Linked DNA regions of Mus musculus: region 1 is linked to region 2. A link is a contact called in public Hi-C data. All regions are on one chromosome and are shown on one strand. The core of a region is the stretch at or near the end of the contact, and the rest is flanking DNA. Distances in the headings are between cores, read along the strand shown. Region 1 has its middle 43 kb from the start of Gm40660. Region 2 has its middle 46 kb from the start of Gm40658.

Region 1 (2,700 bases), core at 94-2,593, 640 kb before region 2:
GATAGTGTCAGGTCTTGGGACCTCCCCTTGAACTGGATCCCACTTTGGGCCTTTCGCTGGACCTTCTTTTCCTCAGGTTCCTCTCCATTTCCATTCCTGGAATTCTTTCAGACAGAAACAATTATGGATCAGAGTTGTGACTGTGGGATGGCAACCCCATCCCTCAATTGATGTCCTGTCTTCCTGCTGGAGGTAGATTCTGTAAGTTCCCTCTCCCTACTGTCTGGTATTTCATATAAGGTCCCTCCCTTTGAGTCCTGAGAGTCTCTCACCTCCCAGGTCTCTGGTGCATTCTGGAGGGTCCTCCAACCTCCTATCTCTGGAGGTTGACTGTTTACATTCTTTCTGCTGGCCCTCAGGGCTTCAGTCTTTTGCCTCACCAGATCAGGTTCCCCTTTTCCCAACCCTTTTCCACTTTCCCACTCCCCTCACCCCAGGTCCCTCCCTCCCTTTCCACTTGTGATTGCTTTCTTCTCTCTCCCAAGTGGGACTGAGGCATCCTCAATTGGGCACTTCAGTTTGTCCACAAAGTTCAAAAAGGTCAACAAGCTGAAAATGTAAAGATTTCTTAACCCACACTTCTTACTTTAAGGAAAATGGAACTAGAATGACTACCCAAGTCTAAGTGATCAGACACCTAGCTGCCCATTCAACGTAGTCTTAGATTTTTAACTTCTAATGATCCAGGCTTCCTCTCTGAGACAAGGGAATAATTACAGTGAGGTGAAAATTAAATACAGTTTTGTATAAGTCACTCAGGATAGTTGCAGTGATGTAAACTGCTACCAACTGCTAGCTCTTTGACTTTTCATTGAGCCTCAGATATTAGCTTATTTTATGTATTCATTTATTTTTCAGGGAGGGATTGCTGTTGAGATAAGGAGTCCTGTAGCCCAAGTTGGCCTTAAAATTTTAATGTTGTGGGATCTTGACTTGAAATCTGAAACCTTTTCCCACTGGACTGTACCCTGGTCTTACAAAGAGACCACTATGTCTTTCACAATGGATCAGCATTCCAGACAGACATATCTCTCCCATACCAGCTTAATACTGTTTCTTAAAATGCTAAGATTAACAATTCTCTTGGCTGTGTGTGTGATAAGTTATTTTCCTCCTGAGTTAAAACAGGACAGAGGGATTGTGTCAGCTGGTATCAGTTGCTGATGACCATTGTCAACTCACAGATGCCCCATGTACCAGACAGTGAAAGCAAAGAATCAAGATTTGGTTGATGGGGAGCATGGGATGTCCTGGGATGCATTGAGGAGGCTTGTTTGTTAGTGCTGTTGCTCCTAGAGTGAATGTTCTGGTGATTCCCAGAACAGTTTAGGAAGCAGGGACACAAGCTTAAACATTACACAGTGATCTAATGGGATAAAAATTTGGCCCAGACTGCAATGTGTTAGACAATTTTTTTTAAAACAACATGGAATTCATTTGTTCTGAGTTTAGAAAAAGAAAATGATTTAAGGACAGCTGTCATATCAGGTAAAAAGAAAGTCTTAAAAGCATTCCCCAAAGTCATATATATTTTACATTTTTGGTAAAGATTTGATGCAACAATGGTTTTAAAGAGCCACAGATGTTCACAGAATGCAACTAGTCAGATGAGTTCATGGTTTCTGGGGACAGTCAGAATTTCCGTGGAATGAGCCTCAAAGTCTATCCATTAAGCAATACAAACAGAAATGAAAGAAAGAAAGAAAGGAAGAAAGGAAGGAAGGAAGGAAGAAAAGGAAGAAAGGAAGAAAAGGAAGAAAAGGAAGAAAGGAAGAGAAAGAGAGAAAGAGAGAAAGAGAGAAAGAGAGAAAGAGGGAAAGAAAGAAAGAGAGAAAGAAAGAAAGAAAGAAAGAAAGAAAGAAAGAAAGAAAGAAAGAAGGAAGGAAAGAAAGAAGGAGGAAATGAAAAGCAAATTAAGGTGCTTAGGTATTTAGAAAGTGGTTTCTGGTAAAATGATTAGGAAATCCACACGCCTTTAATCCCAGCACTTGGGAGGCAGAGGCAGGCAGATTTCTGAGTTCGAGGCCAGCCTGGTCTACAAAGTGAGTTCCAGGACAGCCAGGACTATACAGAGAAACCCTGTCTCGAAAAAAAACAGAAGAGAACAAAACAAACAAACAAACAAACAAACAACAAAACAAAACAAAAAAAAAAAGGAAATCCCATACCAAGGGTCAAAGGTCTCTACTAAACTAACTAAATTTCCCACTGAAACCAAACTATTTAGAAAGGGGCCACGGTTAAAATTTCACCAAGATGATGTCTCAGTGTGGTACCTGTCCTATGGTAGCAAGCACAGCTCTCTTCTAAGAAGTTGGATTTGAAAACTCCATAACACACTGATCAAACAGAGCAATATGCTGTCTTAAAATGACACTTGGACCTTGAAAAGCTTGAGTCCTTAACTCTGGTATGGTATTGATCCAGTTTCTGACTCCAGTTGCTATCCGTTTACCTCAGCTAGATAGTGAACTATTCCAAAAGGGCTCTGCTGGTTAGCACTGAGTAGCTACTTGCCAGACCCTATAATAATCTCATGACAAGCCTCTGAGTACACTTCTGAGGGATTGTCTAGTCTATGGTGATGCTCTTAAGCGATAATTCTGATGTGGGTTAAAATTAGTGGACCAAACCCTAGACTTGGATTCTGTGCTGCATCAAAAAGGAGAATCCTTGCTGTGTTCGGACATTTATCCCCTT
Region 2 (2,700 bases), core at 4-2,503:
CTTCAACTTTCTGAAAAGCTACTGTTCTTGAGAAGGAACAAGAAAGAGCTGTATATGCAGGTTCATAATGCTGGCTCCATTAACCACTCTACTCTATAAGCACAATGAAGTTAGACTTTCTCCAAAGCACCCCTTTGGCTTCTTGGGGTGTATATGGCCCCCGAGGGCTTTGTTTTAGTTCTGGTCTTGTGACTCACAGGTTCAACATGACATTCTCCTTATTCTGCTCCTGTCTTTGCTGTTTACAGAACAGCAATGAACACCTCTCCTGTTCCCAGCCTGAGTTAGCTCCAAGAATCTCATACTCTTCTTTATCTGTTCTTGGCTGACACATGGATTATCTCTTGTGTCAGCTGCAGTTGCCAGTGTGCCTTGGCAATGTGAACTAAGCTGAATTCATATGACTCTGAGAATAGAGTTGGCTTGAACTCCCTATTACCAAGGTTGCATCACAATCCAGTATATTCATACGCCTGAATGATCTGAGCACTGTTGAAGAATCAAATCCCATTTCCTTGTAATATACTGGCCTTCTATCCAGTCTCCACTTCTATCTATAAAACCACGTGTAGAAACACATGTTCACATAAACGTATATTGGTTTTGATTAAATGTTTATTCAACCGCCACCGTGTCTTATAGCTACCTATCATTCAGAAAAGAAAATGATTTCACAATTGTAAAGTGCTACCTGGTAGGTTGTCTCTATGCCTTTTCTTCAATGTTCCTTAATTTGTCACAGAAGAGTTTTGACTGAAAACTTTAAAATGTTTATTTAATTTTAAAAGCAGTCTAAATAAAACCATTTTGAATAATTTAAAGCATGTTTGGCATAAGAATGACACAAATAGGCATTAAAAAAAAATAACCCTCAGGCACCTGCATATGACCTCAACTATGCTATTTTTCCCTCCTTGCATTTATGACTTCTATCAGCATTTCCCAGATTTTCCTCTTCCTGTAAACATGAGCTGCCAGACCATTTAAGGAAGTTAACTCAGAGCTGACTCTCCCAGGATCCTTGTTTTCAGAAGAAAAAGGCAAATCCTTTGCCCTAGTTGCCCCTGCCCCCACTCCACTCCACCCCACTCCACCCCACCCCACCCCGCATACCAAATCCAAATAGCTCTTGGGACAGGACAAACCCACTGTAAGAAGTAAACACTTAACAGGAAGTCTCACATAGCAACAGTCTCCAGGCACTAGAGGCATGAGTCATGCTGAGCACGCGGACCACAGCGCCTCTCCAGGGTTTACCAAGCTCTGACTCAAGAGTGGAGTCCAATTACAGAGACATTTCACAGGGCTCAGCACACTGGTGATGTCAGCTGATCCAGTTACAGTTGGGGGATCAGCAGGATTCAAACAAGAGGAGTGTTCATTCAGAGTTCCAGTCAGAGATTCCAGAGGCCCTGCCAAGTAAATGGAGGTTGCAATGAAAAAGCCACCTATAATAGAAAGTACTGGAAGTCCCGCTTAGCTGTTGCCTCAGGAGCAAACGGATCCCTGTCATTATGCGATTTGTCACTTCAGGGTAGTGTAGGGAACACCAGACTAGGTTTCACTGACTTCTTGGCTTTCTTGACATCTATGTGTTAAAAGATCTGCTGGAGGAAAGGGTCTATTTTTACTCATCATTGCTTCTCCATCTGTTTGCTATTTTCTATAAACAGAGATTAGCGTCCTGCGCGTGAGCCTATTTTAATCAGCGAACTAGCAGAGCCAAAGAGTAACAGGACGATATGAACATTCTGTTTCACAACAGAGCTTGCAATTCCTGAAGGACCTTCAAGCTATTCAAAAGAGGACAGCTTTAAAAACAATAACCGTGAAGGAGCATTACATCAACTTTAATGAATACATTTAATGAGTAATACATATATATCAAGCACAAATATATATATATATATATATATATATATATATATATATATGTGTGTGTGTGTGTGTGTGTGTGTGTGTGTGTGTGTGTGTATGTGTATACACATGCACAGACACACACACATATACACACACACAATCTTAGGAAAAATATTCTCAAAAAATTCTTACCATACTTTTTTGTTCTGTTCTCTTTCTATATGCTTTAAGAGCAATTTATGAATAAAAGCCCACAATAATACTGTGCTGAACACAGACTGATCTCACATTCTTAAATAAAGATACTTGTGTTATGTGTTCTTAAGATGTCCATACAAAAACCCAGAAGAAAAGGTATCTCAAAGTAGAAGGATTGCTGAAAGGGAAATACAAAGTCTTGTGGAAAGTACATAAAAATTGCTGAAATGTAACAACTGGCACTGTGGGTAAAGTGAAGTGACTTTTGCAGAAACATCTTCACCACCACACACATGAGTGAGCATCTAGAACCCTGCTAAATCATCATCTTTCTAATGGATGAGTGTGTAATGTGTAACTGGTGGGTTTTGTTAAGAACATAAGAAACGAATGTTGTTCTCTCTTGCGTAAGTGATGTCCTGTGTCTAGAAATGTCAGTGTTTAGCCTTAAGTGCTAAAGCTCTGTTTCTTTTTTTTATAATTAGGTATTTTCCTCGTTTACATTTTCAATGCTATCCCAAAGGTCCCCCATACCCACCCCCCCAATCCCCTACCCACCCACTCCCCCTTTTTGGCCCTGGCGTTCCCCTGTACTGGGGCATATAAAGTTTGCAAGTCCAATGGGCCTCTATTTGCAGTGGT

Evidence for each region. Hi-C and Micro-C count contacts between places; a contact is called where the count stands out from the background.
Region 1: a contact with region 2 is called in a Hi-C map of the 3T3-L1 cell line, with 6 times the contacts expected there. The contact joins two enhancer-like sites. A contact is called at or near these places in 2 of 39 promoter capture datasets (both in the 3T3-L1 cell line), 7 of 484 Hi-C or Micro-C datasets (the 3T3-L1 cell line, adipose-derived mesenchymal stem cells, embryonic fibroblasts and 2 more), 1 of 115 datasets of contacts at active chromatin or transcription factors (embryonic fibroblasts) and 1 of 9 other capture datasets (embryonic stem cells).

Annotation. Positions count from the first base shown.
Region 1 is chr13:5,410,909-5,413,608 of GRCm38.p6, reverse strand. No RefSeq gene overlaps it. Among named protein-coding and RNA genes, the nearest start is that of Gm40660, 43 kb to the left of the region's middle. Within about 2 kb of position 1,343, at least 11 of the 459 cell types and tissues checked have an H3K27ac peak or open chromatin away from gene starts, as enhancers often do.
Region 2 is chr13:4,770,179-4,772,878 of GRCm38.p6, reverse strand. No RefSeq gene overlaps it. Among named protein-coding and RNA genes, the nearest start is that of Gm40658, 46 kb to the right of the region's middle. Within about 2 kb of position 1,253, at least 305 of the 459 cell types and tissues checked have an H3K27ac peak or open chromatin away from gene starts, as enhancers often do.